Regions from separate parts of the Mus musculus genome. Here regions 2, 3, 4, 5, 6 and 7 are each linked to region 1. Evidence: chromatin contacts called from public HiChIP or PLAC-seq and promoter capture Hi-C data. All regions are on one chromosome and are shown on one strand. Each heading gives the region's core, a stretch centred on a gene start, on an enhancer-like site or on the middle of the called end of the contact. The rest is flanking DNA. Distances are from core to core; before and after follow the strand shown.

Region 1 (3,696 bases), core at 1,006-3,505:
TTTTATCTTTGGTCAAGATACAGGATAGGGCAGACACCTTGATTCTGAGTCTGCTCTCACTGCACCTTGTTAAAGCATCTGCCACTGTGAAACCCGTGTCACATGCACAGCAGTGCTTTGGCCAACCCCTGCTGCCTCCTGCCAGCACAGCTTTTCCCTGTCACTGGACAACCACTGACTGTGGGCTCTTGACTTTCCTAAGCAATATCGTGATGGAGAAAAGTCATTATAACTTGAGATTTGGTCTCTATGGGAACAGACAATGGCCCATTCAGGCCTGCTGCTGACTTTGAACCACACTTGATCCTCAAGCAGGAAGGCACCGATCCTGCTACCTACTGTCAATGACTACATGTCATCAGGCCAAGTTGCCCTGTGCCACTGTCATCACTCAAGAGCTATCCTCCACCTCCCCAGGCCTGTTATCCTTCCCTAGAAACTGGTCACCAGCCTGGCAGACGCCAGCCACCGCTTGGTTCCAGTCTCATGTCCCAGAGATGCTCGTCCTCAAGCCTGACACCGACCACCTAGGTCTATCGGATCAGTAACAGCTCAGACAGGAGCTCAAAGGATAGTAAATACGTTTTAGCCTGTCCATGCTTATGCTGGTGTAAGCATGCCACGTTCTCAGAGCATCTTTAGGTGCAATAAGTCGTTCCTGCAAACAGGTTATCTTCAGGGCAGCCCCATCATTTTTTTTTTAAATGAACTTAGATATATATGGCTGACTGATGGGATAAATGTTATTTAAGCTTCTAGATGTAGTAAGGTGTATTCATTTTACCAAGCTGGTCTGCTGTTAGTCCTTCCTAAGCTTCGCTAAGAGCTGCTGGTTTGTGGTATTGAGCACTGTTAAAGCCAACCCTTAAACCAAACACGGGCTAAACAGAGTCCTATAGACTGAGTCCAGAAATCTGAGGTATATCCATGGTGTCCAGCTGGACTGTGACCCAATGCCACAGACCTGGTGCTGCACCCGCAGCGCTCAACAGGACACAGCTGTGTCAGACCTCAGAATGTGGTGTATGTCCAGTAGGTTATGAATGGAAGGTGTTAAAATGTTTTTGTTAAAGTAAAACTGGTTTTTGCAACATACTTCCTTGCTTGTCTCCTTTCAGGTAAGTGTGCGGCCCTTTTCTGGTCACAATAAAAACACCAGCCCTACATAGTAAAAACAGCAAAAGCAGACTTAACTGTCACAGGTACTTAAAACTTTTATTTGTAACAAATTCCCGATTTCTTCTGCTCAAAAGTTCCTAACAAAGGGGAAAAAGTAGTATTAAAAGCTGTATCTCTTGGGAAGTCCCAAGCCACTCAACCCCAATGTGAGATTGTCCCCCACACTTACTTTGAGACAATTCCATCAGCCTTAGCCAATCGGAGAATAGAATCATCTGACTCGCCCTTTAAAATTAAAAATAAATACCTGAGTATCCACACAGAGCTGGCTCCCTGCTTAGCAGGCAGAGCATGCACTATTAAGCCCAAAACCATTCCCACAGGAAGAAAAGGACACCACCATCAGAGCTCAGATGTCACATGAACAGTACAAGGCAGACCAGGTGGTAGAACTCACCATCCTGCGAATGGCCCCGCAGATGCCATAGGTTTTAAACTGGCCATTAAACCGGCCTGTGGTCCTATCAACCTGGGTTAAAAAAAAAAAAAAAGAGGTTGGAAGATTCGACCTCACCCCGATGTTAGTAAACACACCAAGAGCCAGGCTGAGGCCTGAGGGCCTCGTAATTCCTTCCCTCAGGAACCGTCAGGTTCCCAGCTCACCTCGGCCACGTTCATCTGGATGGACGCGTGGTCCTTGGCAGCAATGATGCGGTTGCTTGCGGAGCTGGGTAAAGAGATGCACAGTGCGTTTAATAGGTCGCAAAAGAACAGTGGATGAATGGGAGCGGGGAAAGCGGGCGCGAGAATGACGGGCCCGCAGATGCTCACCATTTCCGCGGCACGTACAGGTCCACAAACTCGCCGGCGTCGTTCTGCATCCTGAGGCCGTCCCTGCAGAGTTACCACGCAGGTCTTGAGACTGGTCAGGCCCGCACTCCGAGTCTGCGGGCCCAACCAGACCCATGGCCCGCAAGCACTCTCGGCCATGTGACCGCGACCTCCCCAACTGCGCCCAGCCCGGCCCAGCCCGGCCCCGCTCGCACACAGCCCGCACCGAGGCCTACCTGCTCACTTGTCCAGCGAGAGCGCAGAAAGGAAGTAGCTCGTGCCTCCGCAGCACTATTGGGCAGGAGGGCGGGTCCTCGGTAAGTGCTTCCGGGTCAGGGTACTCGTATCCACCATACCGGAGGCCTGTTTGTGTGTTTTAACTTCCGCTTCCGGTGCAAAGAAAGCCTGGCTCTTTCCGCACAAAGCACAGGCATCGGTCCCTGTCTCCGCCTCCAGCCAAGACATGCCTTCTTCCTCAGGCCCCGCCTCCATTGCGGAGTCCAGCCCCTCCGTCCTCCGCTGGAGAGGTTGGACTTGGCTTGTCTTCCAGCCGCCCTCGAGGCTAGCTTGTCAGAGGGAGCCCAGCCGCTGCTGGATCCCTGACTCCACCGACCTGAGGCGCCGCCAGAGCCTGGGAGGGGAACGAGCGTGGCGGAGGGAGGCGGGAACGGGAAGACCAATCCTCCGAAGAGGAAACTGAGGTTGGATCAAATGAGCTGGACCGCTGGCTTTCCGCTGCACATTCATTCTCTTCAAGAACCCCCTACTCACCCTGCGTCCTTGCCATCCTGCCCCTCCTCGCCCCAGGCCCTGCCCTACTCCTCTGGCTCCAGCCGCCACCCGGTCCACACGCCTAGGGAAGTGAGTCTGGCCTGAGAGTGCACGCCTTTAATCTCAGCATTCGGGATGCCGAGGCAGGTGGATTATCTATTTGAGGCCACTCTGGACTACACTGAGTTCCCGTCTCGAAAAAGGAAAGTTCCCAGACCACAGTCACCATAATGCTCAGTAAGCCTCTTTGTTTACGAGGTCAGAGAGCAGCCCGGACACAAGACTGCCCACGCTGTTGACGACTCTCCTGAGATTACATTTCTCCGTGAGTGAATCCACTGCTCACTCATCTGTAGAACTTTATGCCTGATATCTCTCTGGGACTGGAGCTGCAGTCTGGAGCTGGGACATACACCCAGTTACATGGTCTTGGGGAGAACCTCCCTGCCATGTGCACACTGACTGGTGATCACCTTCCAAGACTGTCTGTCACGGGGTCTGGTGAAACCGAGGCTACACTTTCCTCCTCACACCTGGAAACCAGTAGTCATGTATGCATTAAGAGTTCCCGCGCAGGGCGTGGTGGCGCACGCCTTTAATCCCAGCACTCGGGAGGCAGAGGCAGGCAGATTTCTGAGTTCCAGGCCAGCCTGGTCTACACAGTGAGCTCCAGGACAGCCAGGGCTACACAGAGAAACCCTGTTTTGAAAAAAATAATAAATTCCCGCGCAGCAGGGGTTATCTTTCAGATTAGGCACAGACACCTTACCCAAGCACCTGTTTTCACAGAGAGCTCCTTTAAATGGGGGTGGGGAAGAGGAGTTAAAGTGGCTGTTTTCTACTTGGTCAGAAAAACACAAGCAAATGACCTTGCAGGTGTAACTTTTAATAAGAGAAAAGGGGGGTTCCATGCTAGACCGGGCTGCACAGTGGTGTATTTTGATTGGATAGGACTTTTAATAGCTGGACTTTGGT
Region 2 (3,789 bases), core at 551-3,050, 1.3 Mb before region 1:
CATGACATAACCCATGGTGCACATAAGTGCATTGCAAAATGTCTTGACACTTAGATACACACATAAAGAAAAATTGCAGGGAGGTGGGGCTAGAGAGAGAGAGAACACAGTTGCTGTTCTTGCAGAATTGAGTTTCCAGCACCCTCTTCAGGCAGTTCACAGCTTCAGGGAATGTAGTGCCCTCACCTACATCATGATGCCCATATATGACTACCACCTGATAACACATGGTCACTTAGACATGTAATAACCTATGGGCATTGGTATATCACACTTGTGAAAACTCAGACTTACACAGGGAAAGTTGAACACACCTTTGTGTGCACACTGATCCCCACCAACAGTCTGATGTTCCACATCCTGGGAGACTCACAAAAGGTAAAAGACGTCTTTAATCCCAGCATATGGGAGGCAGAGACGGGCAGATCTCTGAGTTTGATGCTGGCCTGGTCTACAAAGGGCTACATAGTGAAAAGTTGTTTTAGAAAAAACAGTGGGGGGGGGGGGCTGGAGAGATGGCTCAGTGGTTAAGAGCGCAGACTGCTCTTCCAGAGGTCCTCAGTTCAATTCCCAGCAACCACATAGTGGCTCACAACCATGTGTAATGGGATCTGATGCCCTCTTCTGATGTGTCTGAAGACAGCTACAGTGTACTCACATACATAACATAAATAAATCTTAAAAAAAAAAAAAAACAGTGGGCATGGCTGAGAACATGTAACAGTATTATGACTCAAATGAAAGCTGAATTTTTCCCTTCCCTATTGAGTGCTCCTGTGGAGCCCCAGGCTTTGCATTCTACCTCCTTATCAGCCAGTTGGCCCTTCCTAGTCTGTCAAAAGGGTGTTTATTTCTCTGCCTCATTTATTTCCCCTTCCTAGTCTGTCAAAAGGGTGTTTATTTCTCTGCCTCATTTATTTCCAAGTTGTGTGGGCTGTGCTGTCATCCTCCCACCCACCCCCTAGATCTTACACTAGCAGCCCAGGCTCGGGGCCAGAGAAGTTAGATACTTACTGGCTGTTGGTCTAGGACCACACTGTTCACAAAGAAGGGAGAAGTTGATTCAATAGCCAGTGACCGCAATAAGGCCTATCGGTCTTCGTGTCTAGATTAAGGTGGCCTAAGGGACAGATAGAGGCTGAGGTGCCCCCTGACAGCCTACAGATGTCCTATAACCCTTCATAGGATCTACTTCAGCCAGCGCAACCACACCGGTTGCTTAATCCGTCAGGCAGGATTTGCGGTAGTGTCCAGAGTTCCTGACGTGCCTCAGTTTACTGGACTGTCCACAAAGCGACTCTTGCCCAAGGCACGCGTGACCGATCGCTCGGCCCTGGAGGCCAGGACCACCTGGGCCACGGACCGCACTGCCCGGAGCGGCGGAACGGCCCCACCGGCCCCTTCCCCGCAGCGGCGGCCGCGTGAATACCGCGAGAGTTCGCCCCCCTCCCCCCCGCAGTAAAACTGTCAAAGGTAGGAGGGGCGGGAGCGCGCATGTGCGCAGCACGGCGCGGAGTGTGCGCCGCCCGGACCCCGCGCCCCGCGCCCCGCGCCCCGGCCCGGCTCTGGCTCCGGCCTGGCCCGGCCGCACCCCTTGGGCGCTGCAGGTAAGCGCCGGCCCTGCCCGCTTTACCGCGGCCCCGGCGCCACACGCGCCCCGCACCAGCCCTGTGCCCAGCCCGCCTCCCCGCCGCGCCCGGACCCGCGCCGCGCCCCGCTCCCCGCGTCGGCGCCGTCCTCCCGCCTCCTCCTCCAGAAAAAGTCGCCATTTTGGTTCACTGCCTTCGCCCCCCCGCGGTCGGCGCTTCCGGGCCAGGCTGCAGCCCGCGTCCGGCCTCAGGTGACAGGTGGGTGGCCACGGGCCTCCAGGTGCGCCTCTTGGCTGCGCTCGTCCGGGGCCGGGCGGAGTGGCCTGCGTCCGCGGCAGCGCCCTCCTCCCTGGAGGCTACAAGGGAGATCGCAGGGACCCCAGGTGGAGGAGGGGTTTTCTTCCTACTCCGGCGGCCAGGCCTTACCCCTAACTCTGAAAGACTAGAAGGTTGCAGCAGGCCGTATAACCCGGACCTCAAATGTAATCGGGGTTCTGGATAACTCATTTCCTTATGAAGCTGCAAAACGAGGACATCCAGAGAACTTTAGTTGACTTCAGACCCCCCCTCCCCTCCCCTCCCCTCCCCTAGGCCCAGGATGGGGGTGTTGTCCTTGGCAATGAACGGTGATTGACCTTAGACCTCCTGGATAACGCAGCCCCTACACATCCCCTCTGATTTGAGTTGATCAAAAACTGTTAGGAGAGGACTCACCTGCTTGAACCTTGCTCTTTGGTACCGCCCCCTTCTGTGGCTTTGGGTGCCTCTGCGAGGCCTCACCATTCTATGCTTAGAGCCTTCCTCGGTTTTCAGGGTATGTGATGCTGCAAGCAGAACAGTCCCCAGAGGCCCAACCCCAGGGCAGCAGCATGCATACTCTATAGCCTCTGCTTGCCAGTATTGACTATAACTTGTTTAGCTGAAGTGGCTTCCTAGGCAGGGAACCTAGAAGCTATTGAAAATAAGAAGAAATGGTGGCTGCCTAGGCTGTGGTGGCTGAGGGTCTGATGTGGTGTATTCATCTGGGTGGAGGGGCCCTGTCTGCACAGAAGGCTGAGAAGGCAGGCAGGTAGGATAGCTCAGCATGGGACTAAAGTGTATTTCTAGTGGATCTTCACTTTACCAACCAGAGGGATGAGTGCATGTGGTGGGGACATGGGCCTTCAGGACCCATATTGGCTTCTTTGCCTAGAGAGAGGTCTTCAAGGGCTCTTATCTGAGTAGGTTAGTATTGTGTATCTAGATGGCAGGGGCCAGGACTCTGAGGAGAAGCTATCCCTGAGGTGTGGTGATGTGGCTGCCTGTGAGCCAGCAACCATTACTAGTGTTAATTGTCCCCTATGAGGAATATTATCAGTCTTCTTCAATTGCGTGGACCCTCTGAAGACAGGCTGATCCTCAGCAGCCTTTGGTCTTTGTGTGTCTAGATGAGGGTGTAGGTGAGGGTGTCAAATGTAGTAAGAGTCTTGGCTCTTTCTACACTTCTCATGTCTTCTGGGTTATTTAGAAAGACCTTGTCTGGGCAAACCCCCTTCTCTAAGTTAGAAGCTTCCATTACTTGCTTTTTGATGTGATCAATATAGGAGGTCAGGGCTAGAGAGACATATTGAGGGCCTCTAGGATAGCCCCAGTGAAAGTCCTGGGTTGAGCCTGTTCGTCTCATAGGTCTGTGTACTTACTCTGCAGAGATGACTGAATCCTTTTGTGTTGGAGGAGGCCGTCGGCTTCAAGGATCCAGCAAAAGTGGACCTGGAAAGGGAGGCAGCCGGAAGGAGGCCCAACTTCCCTTGTTGCAGGACCCACCAAAGCTAGGTGAGGAGCTAAGGCAGAAATCAGTTCTAGAGGATACAGATAGCCAGTGGTAGAGTTACCTCCTTGGGTATCCTGAGGACCTTTGTGGGGTGGAGATTGTCAGCCTTATTGTAGCCATGCTCTTGTCCTGGGTTAACTCCAGCCACTGGGCCTTTATCTGGGTGAGCCAAGACTCAGTCTGGGCCACCGCCCTTGGGGGTCGGTGATATTGGGCAACCACTGAGCCTTACTGTCTCCTGTACTATAGGGATGCCAGTGGTCCACAGTGGACATACAGTGCCTAGCCAGGCCCCACTCTGCTTTGACCCTGGAAACTCAGCCAGTGACAAGACAGAAGGGAAGAAAAAAGGGAGGCCGAAAGCCGAGAACCAAGCTCTCCGAGATATTC
Region 3 (3,395 bases), core at 743-3,242, 1.4 Mb before region 1:
TGAATTCAAGATTAGCATGGGCATCTTAATGAGACCTTGTCTTAAAACAAAGTAAAGAGAGGGCTGTGTAGACACAGCTGTGATAAAGCTCTCACTTGGTAAGTTAAGGCCCTGGGTTCAATACCCACTATCAAAGGGGTGGGCAGGTGAGTTGACTCAGCAGATAAAGGTGCCAACAAGCTGTACAACCTAAGTTCAATCTCCAGAGCCCAAATGGTGGGAGGAGATAACCAATTTCCAGGGGTTGTCCTCATACTTACACACTCACCGAGATAACAAATGTAAAATAAATAAAATTAAATATACAAAGGGAAGTTTTTCTTAAAGCCAGCACCTACAAATCCCATAGTCTCACTTTTTATCTCTTTTCCAGACTGGTCACCACCCTCCTCCTAGGTACTGTAACAGAAAACCCTGATTTTCTTCCTCTGCCTAAGCTCTGTTCTTTGAACCTCAAGGGTAGGCAGGCTCCTCTGGTTCCTACCTTAAACCTCACTCTGCTTAAGGCTGCTCTTCTCTTTACCACTTCCAGGTTATATTCAAACACCTCCTTCCTACAACTGAGACAGCCTTTTCTTCTAACACCCAACACTATTGTGTTTGCTGTCCTCCAAGTTTCCACTATGAGCTCATTTGTCTTTATATGCCACAAAGAGGCAGAGAAAACCAACCCATCCAGCCGTGGTAGGGGCTGGGGCTGACCCTTCAATCTGTGTGACTTATCTGCTCAGGCTGCAGCCTTGTTTCATGGCCCTAAGTTAGTAAGCTGTACACCAATCAGCCCTGAGGTGGCTGACTTTGCTAAGAAGACCTGATCCTTGGAGCCAGGGGCATGCATCCACAATAGCCCTGCACTCCCATAATGAAAACCCAGATAAACCATCAGCTGTTCCAAGGAGCCTCTCTCAAGGACTACTGGAACCTCTGCAGGTTCCCTTCTCAACTGTACAGTCCTATCTGTGGCCTTCCATCCTTACTGGGTCTCCCTTTGGATTCCCATCCTATCTCTGCCACCCTTAGTTCCAAGTTTGTCATTTGTGCTTTCTCTTACCGGAAAGAAGCTCCAGCAGGGCCTCTGTAGCCCAGATGATTGCAAAGTGGGTTCTGTTTCCAGTGTAAAGGCTTATGTGGGCACTTAACCTACTTCCTGTTTTAGACCCCAGCCCTCCAACCCCTAGAGCAATCCTGCTCATCCCCAAAAGCTGTCCTGCAGCCTTCTACTTCAAGCACAGTCCTGGGGAGGCTGTACAGACTCATGACTCAGCCACTATCTGGGCTGCCCTCAGAGCGGTGCTGCGGATGCTCTAGAGTCACTCAGTCTTAAAGCCACCTCCTAAGTCCCTTCCCACCCACGGAAGGCAAGATTGCAGGTGCCATCATCCCCTAAGGATGCTCCTCAAAGGCTACGCAGGTGACCATGGTCGGAAGGCAGGCTGGACTGCCAAGCCCACACTGGCCAGGGGTCTCAACGCCACAGGCTCAACTGTCTGCCCAAACCGACTTGCTGTTGCCTGAGGCCTGACTAAGCAGGGGAAAAATTTATTAAGAGAAACCTGGTGCTGAAGGGTGGGGGGCAGACAGGGGAGACAACGGCTGGGCCAGGGACGCCCGCGGCCACCGCTGGGCGACGAACAGAGGGTAGCTTTCGGTCAACGCGGCGTCCATTGCGAAGCGGCAGTCCCAGGACAGGGTGGAGGGCGGGCCTGGGCAAGGGGTCTCGACTGACTGGGCTAGGTATCACTCTGCCCGAGGGTAGGCTCAGACGGTCTCCGCGGAGCGGGGCCCCAGGGTCCTGGCGGCCCGCGCCCCTCACCGCGTTCTTCCTGGTCACCATTTTGTCCAGCCTCCGGGCGATACGAGCAATCTCTTCCTCCTTGCCCATCACTACCTCGGTGGCGGCGGGTTGTGCCGGTTGCGCCGCCCGGCCTGACCTCGGCCGCCGCCGCCGCCTAGATCCGCGGTCCAAACCTCCGCCTGGCGGCCGCGTGCGACAGAATTAAAAAAAAAAAAAAAAAAAAAGAGTCCCCGCCCCCGGGACCACAACTCCCAGACGACTGCGCGGCCTGCGGCCTGCGGCCTGATTGCCCGCTGGAAAAGGTAGTTCCGCAGGTATCTCCGCCGGACCACGGCCCCACGTGCCCACCGAATGCCAGGGGGAGGGAGGACCTAGAGGAGGGAGAAGGACAACCCTACTGCGCTCAGGTCTTTAATTCAACCCATCTGAGCAGCTTGCCCTGGCGGCCGGTCGCGCCTTCACTAGTGCACTTAGATCGCCTCCACTTCCGAGAGTCACTCAGCTCACTCCACACACTTCACTTGGTACCAAGCCGAGTTTGGGGGCTTTCTTGGCGCTGCGCAGGTGGCCGGGACTCTGAAACGGTTTCTCCGCAAGAATTCAGGCTTTAGCCAAGCAATGTAGGCTCATGCCTTTTTAATCCCTGCACTCGAGAGATAGAGAGTCAAGCAGATCCCTGTGAGTTCAAGGTCAGCCTGGTCTACAGAGCTAGTTCCAATACATTCAGGGTTACACAGAGAAACCCTGTCTCGGGGGTGGGGGGTGGGAGTGGGGAGAACTATTCAGGTTCTGAAGTCAACCTAACGGTATAAACCCCAAGTTCTGCACATTGTTGTACGTCTCAGTCTCCCAACCTGTGAAGTGACAATGACAGAGGCTGCGATCAGGAGCCTCCGATTCATATTTTACACTGAGAACAGGGCAGGGTACTGAGGCAATCCGCTACTGAGGCATTACCTCAGGAAGACCCTAACCACGTCCAGGAAAGGGAGAATGGTGCTCTGCTCTTCTTCTGTCCTATACATGGTGGCAGGTGTGCTGGTACTAAAAGTCAATCTGAATTTTTTTGTACCCAGGAGGCCAGAGTGCAAATGACATACACAAATGACCTAAGCTGACCGTTTTAATCAGTTATGACATCTTTACCATAAGAAAAAGGCATGGAACTTCTTGAAGGCAACAAAGCTTTTCCAGAGGTGCAGTGATGGCTGAACCCAGCTCTCTAGTTTCATACCACCTCTCATTCTGCCCTTTACTGAGAGCTGGGCCCTTGCTCTAAGCTAAACCCAACAACAACAACAAAAATTCTGGGAAAGGGAACCCTGTGTTTGAGTACTGAATTAATGCTTTCAGGACCCTACCACAAGACAGGCAGTAAGAGAACCACAGGACCTTCAGCCATGCTGTGTTTGGCTGATGACTTGACCCCATCAAGGGACTGCCTACTGAGTAGTCCCAGCTCTGACTGGTCCCAATGATGAGCAACAGCAGCCTGTAGGTGGCAGGAGCCACCCACAGATCTGCTCAAGAACAGGCTCTTTCCTGAGGAAAATCCAGTAGATCACCAGCAGGGGAGCTATGTCACAAGAAGCCAGATCAA
Region 4 (3,540 bases), core at 578-3,077, 1.3 Mb before region 1:
AGTCTTGAAAAACCAATCCTCCTCCTGCCCCACCCCCCAAAAGTTGTAAAGTGATTTTACAGGAAAGTATAAGCCCTTTCTCTTAACTGACTGCCCCCCTCCCACCCCCAAAGGGCAGGGGAAAGTTGGTGGCTCTGTCCTTGAGGATACAGAAGCCTGGTGATTCTTAAGCGCTCACTACTCACTAATTGGCTTCCTGGTGAAAGGGTAATAGCCTAGCTGCTACTAAACTCATTTCCATTCATTCCGTAAGTATTTACTGGGCACATACTATCTGACTATCCTAAACAAAACAAAACCTTAACTAAAAAACAATGTTAAATATGTTAACACAGTAAACGAAGAGTCAAGTGCTGTATACAATTAAGCAAGGAGGGGAAAAGTAAAGCAGAGAGTCTAACATTCGACAGTAGACTAGTTACAGCAGTACACAGTGGAATAACAGAGGAGTAGAAACGAAGGATATCTCACATAACAGGAACATGAGAGTGGTCATGAAAAAAATGTCAAGGGTTGAGCACTTAAATTGGTTAAGAGACTAGCAAGGAGGCTGCTGGGGCAAAGAGATTGTGCGGCACGGTGCTTAAAGAATCCAAGGGCAGGTACCCTGTTCCCAAACCCGAACGAATTTAGAGGCTCCACTGGCTCCACACTTGCGGTCCACACACACAGGGCCAGCCTAAGTATGAAAATACTGATACAGGTAACAGATTCGTAACACATATTAAGTTAGAAACTGCGGAAAGTCCTGGCTTTTAATGTCACCTAACAGATCACGCTTTCCTTAAAGAAAGCAAATAAATGAACAAAATTATCCTACGATTAGAGTTTTGTCTTTAGGCAACCACGACAATATATGGGACAATATAATTCTTTGTGTTATTAAGTAGCGTTTTGATGTTTAAACAGACAAACCACTAGCAATTGAGACACACTGCCTATAAAGGATGAATGATCAGCTGAGCGTCCAACAAACGGCGACCCAATTTCCCCAAAGTCCAATCTGAAAACAAATTAAAGCTACCTTTTGCATTATTTTTCCGAAGATGCACTTAATGAATTCGGAGAAATCATCTCCTAGACACAAGGAAAAACAAGTCTTTAATCCAGCCATATAACACAAGTTGGAGCCTAAACGAATGAGTCCCTAATTCTCTCCCCAAAGAGCACGACACAAAATCGCCTCTTAAAATGTCGTCCCTAGGTATATAAACTAGGGGTTTTTTTATACATCAAATGCCTTTGAAATTTACAACTATAAGGCAATTTCTGCGTCCCAGAATGTGAACAAGCCTCGGAGCCTTTACTGCCCGCCTCCCTACACACCAGTTTCTGCGTTCCGGGAGCCGCGGAGGCGGCCGCGCGTGCGAACCGGAGTTGGCCCGGAAAGCCTCGTCTCCGCGCCGCCCCGCCGTGCGCAAGGTCGAGCAGGGCCTAGTGGTGCCCAGGGCCGGGCTCGCCGCCGCTGCTGAGGGTCGCCGCCATTTCCGCTGCGGGCAGCTTTCACCTCCTGCTGCGGCGCCCTCGCCCCACTTCCCCTCCCCTTTGCCCGGCTCCGGCAGCTTGAACCCCGCGGCCCCACCTAATTTGAGAGCCACTGGAGAGTGAGCTCACCTGTCGGCACGCCCGCCGGTCCACCGGTTCCGCGGCTCCGCTTTCCGTCCCGGGGCAGTGGTGGGCAGCCGGCCGGCCTACTGCTCGGCCTGAGGATCCCGGGCGGCGACAGCCGTAGCAGCGGCAGAGGACGGCGGAAGCAACACTGGCGGCAGCAAGAACGCGCACGCTCACTCACTGGCACGCGCGCCCCCGGAAAAAGACGTGTGTTCTGGCAGGTCAGAGCTGGCTGCGCAAGCGCCTAGAACCCAACACTGAGGCCCCGCCCATAGTCGGAGCCAATGTGGCAGCGCCGCACGAAAGCTCCGGAGCTCCGGTAGAACTCGGTCCCCGAAAGGTTGCGCCCCAGTTGACGATCACCGGGAAGGGTTAAGGTGGTGGGCGGAGCCTGCAGCTACTAAGCCGGAAGCTACAGCCCGGGAGCAGAGGCAAGGCCTAGGCTTGCGGGTTCGCCTCTGGAAGGCAGGCAAGTGGCACTCCGCGAGTAAAACTGCTCTTCTTCCAGTTGTTTGCTCAGTGCTTCATATAAGCCTCAAAAAATTTATTACTACTTACCAAAAAACTAGAGAGGGAGACCTTCATTTTCGTCTCAAGGTACTGCCTTGGGACTGACATTTTCGTTCATCCCTGGAGACCACCCAGAAAAGACTTTCCTGCCTTTCTTCCCAGTCACTGAAAAATCAACCGCCATTATTTAGCGATCCTTTAGGAATCGTCTGCAATGATATGCGTGGACGGTTAAGGACTTTTCTTCCCACTCTGTCTCATACAATCCTTGTTCACTCTGTTCACTTACTAAGTAATAAACCTAGTGACCCTTGCCTACTTACGCTGTAACAAACAATTTCAAGTGCTGTGCTTTTTTATTCCAGAGCTACCAATCTTCCTGGCCAGTGTTCCTACAGCTTTACTTTCATTCTTGCCTGCCCACCATTTTTTCTTATAATCTTTTTGGATTATAATTACATCATTTTTCCCCTGCCTCTCTCCAAACCTCTCATATTCACACACACACACACACACACACACTCACCCTTTCAAATTCATAGCCTCTTCTTTGTTGTGATATAGCTCCTAAATATATAAATACAGCCTATTCAGTCTGTATGTTAAGTAGGTATATGTTTTCAAGGCTGATCATTTGCTATGGGAAAACCAATTTCTATGTTCTTCCCTAAAACTGATTATTTCTCCAGCTCTCAGAATTCCTTAGTTAGCTAGGATTGAGGCCCTGTGCGCTTTCTCCCTTACACCATGCTTAGCTGATGTTGTCCTTGCTCAGGTCAGTTAGGCAGCCATGTTGGTTATGTTACTTCACGGATGTAGCTTCTCTGACATTTTAAGGAGATAAATCTTAGAGCGAACTGTCTGGTCCTCTGGTTGTTGCAGCTTTTCCTCCCCTTCTTCCACAATGATCTCTGAGCCTTAAGTTCAGGACTTGTGGTGGAGTTCTATCTGTGGGGACTGGGCTCCACCAATCTGCATTCTGATCAGTTTCAATTTCTGTAATGATCTCTATCTGGAGAAGATGTTTTCCTTGATGAAGAGTGAGAACTACACTTAACCTATAGGTGTAGGGATGAGTATTTAGGATGTAATTAGGGACTATGCTGGTTTAGCAACGTGATCCATGACTTCACTAGCCCCAGATAGTCGCCTAGGTTTCCAGGATCAGGCGTGATTTCTCTCTTATTGAGCAGGCATAAAGTCCAATTAAACAGCTGTTGGTTAACCAACAAGATATATGTGCCACTATTGCTGTCTGTCTTCAAGTCAGCTTTCAAAAACAAAGCAGATAATACTTAAGGCCTCCCATAACGCATTAAATAAATTCCAATCTTTTCTAACAGTGTCTTCTCCCTTCATCTTATACCTTTTTGCACGCTGGCTGAATTTGAATTGGCACATGTTCTAGGCCCAGATTGT
Region 5 (3,341 bases), core at 696-3,195, 1.6 Mb before region 1:
ACGTACGTGTGTGTGTGTGTGTGTGTGTGTGTGTGTGGTGGATGGTACAGAGTCACAAAAAAAAAGTTTCCATCAGTCAGCTCTCTTCTACTCTCTGGGCTCCAAGAATCTAACAGGTTTGGCAACAAGTGCTTTTACCTGCTGAGCCATCTCACTGGCCCTAATAACAGACAGGGTTACATTATAATAATAAATTTATTATTATTAAATATAATAACGAGTAATAATAAGCAGGGTTGAGTCCCTAGCTCTGTTATGGGAAAATCCTCACCTGCAGTAGAGTCCACATTCTCCCATGCAGCTGCTCCACCAAGCACGTCGTCCACTTCTTTTAGCTTTGGATACTTTCGGTTTGTTACCTAATAGAAACAAGACATCAGATTTGAAGTAATTGTACAGTTTTACAAGTGGGCCACCAAACTACAATCTCCCTCCAGCATTCCCTCTACAAAATTTATCTTCTTCAAAGAGCAGTGTGAGTCACTGAAATGTAGGGGTCTTGTGACTGGGATGTCCCCCAAAACAGCACAGAGGTTCAATGTCAAAGGTCTCTAGAAACAGAAGGAAACACCAGACAGAGCAGGAAGAAAAATCAGCCTAGTAAAACCTCACTCTTCTCTCATACCCCTCAGACACCTAATAATCCAACAGGAGTGACAGACATTTAACTGGGTATACCAGCACTCCCCAGGTCATTTTGGCTGCTTTCCTAAGTTTATCAGGCATCCTTCTAATTTCGAAATTATGTCACAACTCATCTTACCACAAATCCAGACTCTAAACTCCTACCATACAGCTCTAATGAGCAAACATTAAGAATGAGATGTCACCAAGGCCCAGTGGTGCACACCTGCAGTCACTGAGGTAAGGAGGAACAAAACAAGAGTTGAAGGGTACACAAAACACCAAGGGCTAGAAATACAGCTTTCTGGGCTCCAACACAAGCACCACACACACAAAATAGCAACAAGGATATAAAATATTAGAAGGCAATGCATTCTGTGAAAAATATAAAAGGAATGTGGATAAACTGAAAGTGCTGGGGTTTGGTTTGTTTCCTGTGCCTGTGCGTGCGTGTGTGTGCGTGTCTATGTGCTATGCAGCCCAGGTGAGCCTTGAACCTATTCTCCTGCCGCAGCCTCTCCAAGTGCTAAAATTATAGACATGCACAAACAGCCAGAAGGGCAGGAATCTAAATAAGGTAGCCATTATTTTAAAAGAGGAGAGGGAGAGAGAAAGGAAGAGGGAAACAGAGACGCATACATGCACACATACACGGGGGTAGGGGGTAAGGCGGAGAATGAATAAGTGTGATATGTGCCTGTGTAAGAATGACTCGGGCAAAAGGAAGGACCTAACAGTACTGCGTACATGGTGAAGATTCTCTAGAATAACGACAGGGGCTGGGAGCAAAAGAGCCACAAGAAGAACCCAAGGATTTCAAATCAGAGGCGAGGCGCGGACTGGTACGCCAAGGACAGCACGAGGGGAGTGTAGGTTTAAAAGGTATGAACTAAAATTCTCACAATTTTCGGAGTATCACAAAGTGGGCAACGGAGAGCTAGAGGGGGGTGGGGGGGCTTCGACGTGGCCGGAGCGACGCCACTGGAGCAGCGACTGCTGGACTTGGGGTACCACCGCAGCGAGAGCACAAAAGCCTGCAGGAAGGTCTGAGCGCGCCGACGCTTGCTGTGCCTCCCAGAAAGCAGAGAAGGCACCCGTCTGTGGAACTTACCTTACGGGTGATATTATGGACGTAGGGGCAAGTGTTGCAGGCGAAGCGATGGCAACGCTGCCCCTCCTCCACAATGAGTCCGTTCCCGCAGCCCGGGCAGAACAACAGCATACTGCCAGCTTCCACACCTCGCTTCTGTCTGGCGCTTCCGTGGTGCAGGCGCCCAATCAAAAGCCGTCTCACTTGCTCCGTAACTGGCAACCCGGGATCCTCAAGACGTTCCCAGTAGGCACTGCGGCGGGCAGCCTCGCACACTCCATTGGTCACCGCAGATAATCCTTTCCCATCCAGCCAATAGCATGCTGCCTGCACGCCCAGCCCTGTCGTTTCTGCGCGTGTGCACACGTCTCCCTAGCTGAAACGCCAAGAGGACTGGACCGATAATGCTGGCACCACCAGAGTACCCAGGTGAGAGGTTCTGGGTGATGAGGAGACACTTGCCGCACTCCGAGCCATGGACGTGTTACAGGAGGATCATGCTGCTCCGCAATATTCTCATCCGGAACGGACAGAAAATAACCAAATGTCCCAGGAACACTGTCCCCATTGTTAATACTACGTCTCAACTGCTGTCTGACTGACGTACGATATCCTATCTGGACCTGCCATTCCTCCATCTGGCCATTTCTTCACCTAGTTTCATTCTGCCCTTTCACTTACACAGCTAGACTCAACCCTGCAGGTAACAAATACCAGCAGCTCCTTTTCACAGACGTCCAGCTGACTCTTTTATCTCATTTCCTATAGACATTTATATTTCCCAGCTCTGGCTTCTCAGATTTCTTTGAAACTCCTTGCCTCTTTAATCCTCTGCAGTCATTCTGCAACATGCACATGTATGTGTGTGTTGTTTTCTGTTTGCTTTAACTATACACAAACTAAATATCCAGGGAGAGGAACCCCAATTGTGAAAATGTCACCATAAATTGACCAGTAAATAAGTCTCTGGGGGCATTTTCTTGAGTTAAAATTGGTAGGAGAGGGTCTAGCCCATTGGGGGCGGTGTCACCACCAAGCCAGTGGTCCTGGGTGATATAAGAAAGCAGAATGATGGGGCTGAAGAGATAGTTCAGCTGTTGCTTGTTCTTATAGTGAACACTGGTTTAATTCCCAGCACCAATATGGTAGCTCACAAACGTCCATAACCTCCAGTTCCTGAGAATCCAATGCCCTCTTCTGACCTCCGTAGGCACCAAGCACGTCTTTGGTGCACGAACAAGCATTCAAAAAAAAAAAAAAACAAACAAACAAAAACCCTCATACACTTAAGTAAGTCTAAGAACAAAATGGAGAGAGAGAAAAAAGCAATCTGAGAATCTGAGTAAATCATGAGGAGCAAACCAGTAAGCAGCATCCCACCATGGTAATGGCTTCTGTTTCTGCAGCAAGTTCCTGCATTGACTCCCCTAAACAATGGACTCTTGACATGTAAGCCAAATATTTATGGCTAGTTTTGTGTCAACCTGACACAGCTGGAGTTATCACAGAAAAAGGAGCTTCAGTTGGGGAAATGCCTCCATGAGATCCAACTGTAAGGCATTTTCTCAATTAGTGATCAAGGGGGAAAGGCCCCTTGTGGGTGGGACCATCTCTGGGCTGGTAGTCT
Region 6 (3,696 bases), core at 231-2,730, 1.8 Mb after region 1:
GCTCAAGAGTCAAGAGCTACTGATCCTCCAGAGGACCCCAGTTTAGCTTCCAGCACTATGTGGGTGGTTCACTAGGATCTGTAATTCCAGTTCCAGGCCAGCACCCTCCCCAGGCCTCCCAGAACACCTGCACTCACATGTGTATTTTTAAAAAAATTTCAAAGATCATCAGTATACTAACACCCATGATGTGTTAGATGCTGTTTCAGTAGGAAGTGCAGGTTCCCAGACCAAAGGTGGTCATAGTTCCCGTTAGGAGGGGCCTGTTGAAAAAAGCATACCTGGAAACCGAACATTTTTCTCCCATAATTCCCCAGCCTCTGTCAAATGGAAAATAGATGGGATCATGGGAAATTTTCTCAACCAACCCTGGGCTTTCCCACCATAATTATGTAAGACTTTTAGGTGTGCATGTACAGATAACAAAAATCATAACAGGCCCTTTTATGGTCAATTACCCCACAACTAACAGGCTTGATTCCACTTAGATGGAGAAAACATTCTTGGCCCACCCTCCTTCCTTACCCTGATCTTTCTGCTGTTAAGTGGGAAACCAACCATGACAGCATGTCTGACCCAGGCGCAGTGCCATCCTGGCTCCTCATCTACCTGACACACTTGACACATAGTCGTGTGTGTGTGTGTGTGTGTATGTGAAGTTCTTCAGAGAAATAAAAACCTGCTGTGCAATCAGGATGCATGAGTGGGTAAGGCAGAGAGGGGGTGGAGCACATGGCTTCAGCTTGCATAGCAGCAAAACTAAAGCTCAAGAGATTCTGGCTACAAAACGCTCCTCAAGAGCCAGAGGGCAGCTGCACAATCCATCATGGGCATTAGCCCCTTTCCCAGTCTTCCTCTCTGGCTGCAAGCCCAGCTAAGGGAAGCAGCATCTTCCCCCGCCCCCCTCCCCCCCCCCCGCACCTCCCCAGGGAACTGGCTTCCTGGCCAATGGGGAGGCACAGCATGGTGGGGAGGTGTGGGCAAGATGCTTCCCGCAGAAGCAACCTTTTCTGGGTCTGGCCACTGATCCAGGTTGCTGGAGAAAGGTGGCCAGAGCTGGCTGGCTGGCCGCTCACCACAGTCCCAGGGCCAGCTCGCGCCAGGCCAACCTTGGCTGGGCTCTGTCCCGCCCCCACCCGCAGCTGGCACCCAGCACGTCCTAGACTGCTGTAGACACCATCGCTGATGGATGGGTGCAGTGCGCAGGCACACGCACCAAGGAAACCCAGCAGACCTGCTCCGCAGCCTGAACACACGTGACGAGGTTCCCGGGGGCGGCGGCTGCGCTGCGGCGGAAGGGTGGGGGCTGGGGTGGTCGCGGGCCGCGCGGTTCCGACAGCGTGGGGCTGCGCGGGGCAGCCGGGCGAACGCGGGGCAGCCGGGCGCGCTGGCTGGACGCACCGGCGGGCGGCGTCACGAGGGGCGGGGCGCGCCGGGGGCGCGCCGGGAAGTTGCGCTTGGAGAAGTTGCGGGCGGCTGAGCGTCTGGGCGGCGGGGTTGCTGGCCTTCCCGTAAGAGCTCAGAGGAAGGAGAGAAGCGGCCGACACCGTGCAGGGCGCTACGCCCCGGGAAGCCGCCTTGGATAGCGCCACCCGCTGCTCGAGGCTGCCCGCCGCTGAGACCAGGGCCAGGCCGCGAACACAGTCTCCGTGTTGGGTGCGGTGCCTCGGGGCTTCCAGAGGCTGTCAAGCCCTAAAGCCTAGTGGCTCGGCGGTGACGCCCGCCCAGCTGGGCCATGTCAAAAGGCTCTGGTTCTGCCCCGCTGCCCTCGACCCCGGGGTCCCGGAAACTCGTGCCCCGGAGCCTCAGCTGCCTCTCGGACATGGATCGACGACCCTGCAGACCCCCGGGCTGCGACCCTCGGCTGCGGCCCATCATCCAACGACGCTCGCGCTCGCTGCCCACCTCCCCCGAGCGCCGTGCCAAGGCTGCGGGAGCCCCGGGCGCCGCGTGCGGAGCTGGCTGCAACCGGCAGGTCCGGGTGCGCTTCGCTGACGCGCTGGGCCTGGAGCTGGCGCAGGTCAAGGTGTTTAACGCAGGCGACGATCCGTCCGTGCCGCTGCACGTGTTGTCGCGCCTAGCCATCAACTCAGACCTGTGCTGCAGCAGCCAGGATCTGGAGTTCACGCTGCAGTGCCTGGTTCCCGACTTCTCGCCGCCCATCGAAACCCCAGGCTTCGGAGAACGCCTGGCACGCCAGCTTGTGTGCCTGGAACGTGTCACCTGCTCTGACCTGGGCATCAGCGGCACAGTGCGCGTGCGCAACGTGGCCTTCGAGAAGCAGGTGACGGTGCGCTACACCTTCTCTGGCTGGCGCAGTGCGCATGAGGCAGTGGCGCGCTGGAGAGGACCTGCAGGTGCTGAAGGTACCGAGGACATCTTCGCCTTCGGCTTTCCAGTGCCTCCCTTCCTGCTGGAGCTCGGCTCCCAGGTACACTTCGCACTGCGCTATGGCGTAGCTGGTGCTGAGTACTGGGACAACAATGATGGTCGCGACTATAGCCTTACTTGTCGCAGTCATGCCTTGCACATGCCACGCGGGGAGTGCGAGGAGAGCTGGATTCACTTCATCTGAGCTGCGGGCTGTGAACCAGGAGCTTCCATCTCTGCAGACCTGCAGACACTTCCCCACCAGTGCAGCTCTCTGAGCGGCCATCTCCCATCCCAGCCTTCCTTCCTAGTGGTCTGGCCTAATTTTTCACTGTGAAGCCCTGCGGCGGTAGCCTGGCCTGTCTTGTAGTGAATTCTCTTGAGAGCCTGGCGGTCAGCCTGTGTAACACGTTGTTGGGGGGGGGGGCAGATGCACGGGATTGTGGTCCTTAATTTCAGTAGGACCCAGGTCAGTGTTTTGCAAGAAAGGCCTTTTGCATGTCTCCTCTATGTGTCTGAATATAAGTAGCTGTTATTTATTATTGTGAAGTTAGACTTCCACCCATGGAGAATGCTTTCTCAGGAATACTCTAATCAGCTTAGAGGAGGCCTGCTATCTGTTTTCACCCACCGTAATAATTGTACAGATACACAGTGTGGCCTGCATTATGGTCCCTCGAGGCATTTCTGCCCTGGGACGGTGAAAATCTGAGACCATGTTTGCTTGCCAATGTCTGTAGCCTTCCAACAGTAGAAACTATTAATAGCGAAGGAACTTGCAGCTCATCTGTCATCACACAACCATTTCTGGGCTTCGAGGCTGCCCTGGTTAGGCGATGCCTCCCACATCAACAGCTGGGGAGGAGTGGACAGAAAAGCTTCCAACCATGCAACTTAGCCCAGATAGCCCTTTCTCTTCAGGGACTGCCTGTTCACACATTTGTCTTCTACTGGTCTGGTTCTGGGTCTGCTTGTTAGCAGGGCATATATAAATATATATATATTTTGAAACTACCTGAGCCTTTAAAAAGATCTTGCCTTAAGTATTTTACGTTTTCAAGTGGCCACAGGGATTCAGGCAGGCATGTCCTTCCCGGGGACCTTTTTCCACGAAAGAAGCAACATTTTTATTTCTAAGTATGGAAAGATTCCAGGATTCATATTTTAGAAGTCAGCTTCCAAATGAACCTGGGTGGTTCTCAGAATTAGCCAAGGTACTGGAGGAAAAACAGCTCGTGGATTTTTATTCTCCTAATGTGTTTTAAATTTGTTATGTCAGGTTTAACAGATACCACTTCATTCTTTGTGCCTTCGGTTAGGAAAGTT
Region 7 (3,256 bases), core at 256-2,755, 1.1 Mb before region 1:
GTTATCCCTCTCTATAACTATCTCTTTTGTTCACTTGTTATAGTCTCCAACCAAAGAATGCAGACAAACCCAGTCTGGAATGGATGAGGGTAGGGCTACAGTAGGGGTTTGCTGAAGGTATGCCCTCATTGCCCCCTCTCTAAATTACTGTCTTGAGCTTTGTAGCTTTACCTTCTGGAGACATTCTAGCACCTTGGTCATATATTCCTGTTGGCATGGGTAGGGCTGGAAAGGAAAATCCACTGTCACACCATTCAGGACTACCCTGGGCATATCAGCCTATACTGAGGAAGACACGGTGGTAGGCCAAGATGCAGGCTGTCTGGGTCTGTGAGACAAACCCCTCTGATCATCTCAGTGTTTCAGCCACTCCAGGTAAGTGTTGGCAGCATGTGGCATCAGGTTTCCCTCTGTAAGAATTCCCTACAACACAGATAAGAAGAAATCAGCCTTTGTAGCCACAGACCATTACACCAATCATTTTAGGAAGCTGTCCTTGTAGGGTCAGAAAATCTGTTATTTCCCTATCAAAAGGTGCTTAGAGCCTATCATGGTGGCACACGCCTTTAATCTCAGCTCTCAGGAGGCAGAGGCAGGGGTATCTCTTAAGTTCGAAGCCAGCATGTCCAGGGAGTTCCAGGACAGCCAGGGCTATGTAGACCCTGTCTCAAAAAATAAAAAGGAGCTTAGAGATCTAAAGATGATCCCCTGGCTCACCCAATTCCATCCTAGACTGAAAAGCAAAGCAAAGCAAAAACCCAATGTAGTTATCAAAACAAGCACATTTTCAGCACTCTACCTGCAACTCTTCAAAAAGTCTGTGACTAAGAACCTAGGAGCATCCCCTTGTGGCCTGGACCTGAACACAAAAGCGTGGAATGTCTCCAACCTTTGATGCTCTTAAGATTGGGGTCATGCATCATTCGGTCCAGGTGTGCACCCGAATGCAAATAAAGTAGTAAAACAGGCAGGGCGTGGTGCTCCAGCCTTAGTTCCCAGCACTCAGGAGGAAAAAACAGATGGATCTCTGAGTTCGAGACCAGCATGGTCTGCAGAGCGAGTTCCAGGACAGCCAGGAATACACAGTGACATCCTGACACGCAAAACCAAAACCAACCAAACAAAGGTAGCAAAACAGAATCATGATCTGTTCAGCCCTCCGCAAGTCACTAAACTTCTCCAGACCTCCAAGTCTACTGACAGGCGAAAATCTATCCGCCGTCTTGGAACTAGCCCAGGGAGGCGCCTCTAGCTAGACACTGGCAGCAAGAGCCCGGGACCCAGAATGCACCGCGGCACTTCAGAACTAGCGAGTGCGTGATCTATGACCTCTATCCACTCAGATAAAACTGTCAAGCGACTCCCAGCTCACTTGTCTCGGTAGGGCTGCCTTTCAAAGTCCGGTATCAAACAACTGTAAAGACACGGATCCCGCGTGCTCCGCAGTCCGCTGATTGGAACTTCGCGGGCAGATCCGTGTAGCCACGCCTAAATGCTACACTTCCGTTTCCTCCCTTCCGGTCCGCTACTTTGCACCCGGGCGGAAACCGGGTTCCGCGACTTCTGAGTCAGCAGGTTCCCTCGCCTCTGGACGCCAGGGGGCTGGGGGCTGGGGGGTGGGGCTTCGTGCAGTGGACCTGGCCTCATCTCTGTATTCTATCCAAAGCACTTAATATCGTCTAGAGTCTCGCTTGTCTCCCACTCTTTTTGCTTGTTTGTTTCGAAACAGGTTTTCTCTCTGTAGCCTTGATTGCCCTAGAGCTCACTCTGTAGACCAGGTTGACCTGCCTCTTCCAAGTGCTGGGATGAAAGGCGTGCACGCCCGGACACTCATCCCCACTTTTGCATTATAAGCTCCATCTTCTGGAATCTACTAGTTCATTTGGCCAGGCCACTTACATTGTCCGCACAACTAAACAAATCTAAAGCTTTCTTGTGGTTACTGACCTCAAGTCACAAAAGGCATCTTTTCACAGCTGGAGTATATAAAATCCAAATGGCTGCATCTTACCTAGACCCCCACCCCACATTAAGAGTTCTCACTGCCTCCTCTCTCACCCAGGGTCCAGCTTATTTTCCAATCAGTGTCTGCTAGCTGTCAGGTGAGTTCCTCTAAATCTCTAGCACCTAGCACTAGCTGACAGTCAACAAGGAGCTCCAGGGAAGAGAGAGCTGCAAAGTCCTTCAGGGCGGTGCTGACATCAGAGGTGTTTGTTTATTTCAGGCAATCCCAATAGGTATTAGAAAGAAATTGACATTTCAGTGGCTGGCTCTCCACTACTAATAGATACTTGTTTCAGAGCTTCTCTTTAATACCCAGGTAGTTTCCCACAGAAATGCCCATACTTGTGCATGTGAGATCATACTTACAGAACACCCTGACAAACCTATAGATTTCCTTCAGACCCTCATCTCTTATTGGGAATTTGAAGATGAAGGAGGCCACACACACTGGGATGGCACCAATTCCAGGCAAAACTTTCTGGGCTACTAGTGAAGCTGAGACATGAGCTGATTCATCTGCTGCTTGGGTTCACATCAAGACAAGTCTAGTTCACAGCACATAGGTAGTTGCTTTGAGGCAGCATGCCCAGCTTATAATGAAACTATCCTGGAAGGAATGAATATATTCTAAGAGATGCATATGATCTTCCTTTTGACTATCAGGCCATTTAAACAATGGACCCCCCAGAAATTGGAATTCCCCAGGAAAGGAAGGAAAAGAGTGAGGGGTACCAGACAGAGAAGGGACTCTTCTTAGGGAAGAAGATTTTATGCAGTTATGACAACTTGTCAGACCACTGTGGCAAAGAGACTGAAGCTAGAGATGATGGTTAGGACCCAAGGCTGCATAGTAATGTACACATCATCCAAATAAACCTAAGGATCAGAGCTGTAAGGATCATTTGGGAGATAATTGGACTTCACTGTTCCTCTGCCCAGTGTTGCCATATTGAAAAAAAAAAATCCTAGCTGGGCGGTGGTGGCACACGCCTTTGATCCCAGCACTTGGGAGGCAGAGGCAGGAGAATATCTGAGTTGGAGGCCAGCCTGGTCTACAAAGTGAGTTCCAGGACAGCCAGGACTATACAGAGAAACCCTGTCTCGAAAAAAACCAAAACAAAACAAAAAAATCCTTTTCTATTTTCACTATTACATTGTCTACTTTTTTTTTCCTCTGTGAATAAAACACTATCTCAATTATAGGGTAGATGTAAACCAACCACACATAAGATTGTGATAAGTATAAAGAAGA

The links. Promoter capture Hi-C pulls out the DNA fragments that hold promoters and counts their contacts. HiChIP or PLAC-seq counts read pairs in DNA pulled down with a chosen protein or histone mark.
Region 2: an H3K27ac HiChIP or PLAC-seq map of double positive thymocytes shows a contact between it and region 1, with 7 times the contacts expected there. The contact joins the promoter of Zfp512b here to the promoter of Rps21 in region 1. A contact is called at or near these places in 1 of 39 promoter capture datasets (pre-B cells) and 2 of 115 datasets of contacts at active chromatin or transcription factors (double positive thymocytes and microglia).
Region 3: a contact with region 1 is called in a promoter capture Hi-C map of pre-B cells, with 5 times the contacts expected there. The contact joins the promoter of Tcea2 here to the promoter of Rps21 in region 1.
Region 4: a contact with region 1 is called in an H3K27ac HiChIP or PLAC-seq map of embryonic stem cells, with 5 times the contacts expected there. The contact joins the promoter of Dnajc5 here to the promoter of Rps21 in region 1. A contact is called at or near these places in 1 of 39 promoter capture datasets (pre-B cells) and 2 of 115 datasets of contacts at active chromatin or transcription factors (embryonic stem cells and extraembryonic endoderm stem cells).
Region 5: a contact with region 1 is called in a promoter capture Hi-C map of pre-B cells, with 2.9 times the contacts expected there. The contact joins the promoter of Polr3k here to the promoter of Rps21 in region 1. A contact is called at or near these places in 2 of 39 promoter capture datasets (the C10 cell line and pre-B cells).
Region 6: a promoter capture Hi-C map of hippocampal neurons shows a contact between it and region 1, with 4 times the contacts expected there. The contact joins the promoter of Ppp1r3d here to the promoter of Rps21 in region 1. A contact is called at or near these places in 4 of 39 promoter capture datasets (the 3T3-L1 cell line, 3T3-L1-derived adipocytes, embryonic stem cells and 1 more) and 1 of 115 datasets of contacts at active chromatin or transcription factors (astrocytes).
Region 7: an H3K27ac HiChIP or PLAC-seq map of embryonic stem cells shows a contact between it and region 1, with 4 times the contacts expected there. The contact joins the promoter of Rtel1 here to the promoter of Rps21 in region 1.

What each region holds. Positions count from the first base shown.
Region 1 is chr2:180,255,938-180,259,633 of GRCm38.p6, reverse strand. It overlaps Rps21 (ribosomal protein S21), which reads right to left and starts at 2,255. Exons shown (of 6, transcript NM_025587.2): 1 at 2,187-2,255; 2 at 1,951-2,013; 3 at 1,783-1,846; 4 at 1,577-1,648; 5 at 1,349-1,404; 6 at 1,190-1,256. The coding sequence starts at 2,000. The coding sequence ends at 1,247. Cables2 (CDK5 and Abl enzyme substrate 2) reads left to right here. Exons shown (of 10, transcript NM_145851.2): 10 at 1-1,095. It overlaps Mir3091 (microRNA 3091), which reads right to left and starts at 2,098; the gene lies at 2,023-2,098.
Region 2 is chr2:181,590,472-181,594,260 of GRCm38.p6, reverse strand. Zfp512b (zinc finger protein 512B) reads left to right here and starts at 1,800. Exons shown (of 17, transcript NM_001164597.1): 1 at 1,800-1,840; 2 at 3,276-3,401; 3 at 3,649-3,789. The coding sequence starts at 3,278.
Region 3 is chr2:181,678,894-181,682,288 of GRCm38.p6, reverse strand. Tcea2 (transcription elongation factor A (SII), 2) reads right to left here and starts at 1,992. Exons shown (of 10, transcript NM_009326.3): 1 at 1,814-1,992. The coding sequence starts at 1,882.
Region 4 is chr2:181,518,772-181,522,311 of GRCm38.p6, reverse strand. It overlaps Dnajc5 (DnaJ heat shock protein family (Hsp40) member C5), which reads right to left and starts at 1,827. Exons shown (of 5, transcript NM_016775.3): 1 at 1,615-1,827.
Region 5 is chr2:181,862,964-181,866,304 of GRCm38.p6, reverse strand. It overlaps Polr3k (polymerase (RNA) III (DNA directed) polypeptide K), which reads right to left and starts at 1,945. Exons shown (of 3, transcript NM_025901.3): 1 at 1,736-1,945; 2 at 272-359. The coding sequence starts at 1,846.
Region 6 is chr2:178,412,247-178,415,942 of GRCm38.p6, reverse strand. It overlaps Ppp1r3d (protein phosphatase 1, regulatory subunit 3D), which reads left to right and starts at 1,480. Exons shown (of 1, transcript NM_001085501.2): 1 at 1,480-3,696. The coding sequence starts at 1,736. The coding sequence ends at 2,575. It overlaps Fam217b (family with sequence similarity 217, member B), which reads right to left and starts at 1,409. Exons shown (of 4, transcript NM_001081289.1): 1 at 1,235-1,409.
Region 7 is chr2:181,317,973-181,321,228 of GRCm38.p6, reverse strand. Rtel1 (regulator of telomere elongation helicase 1) reads right to left here and starts at 1,505. Exons shown (of 34, transcript NM_001001882.3): 1 at 1,373-1,505; 2 at 172-423. The coding sequence starts at 273.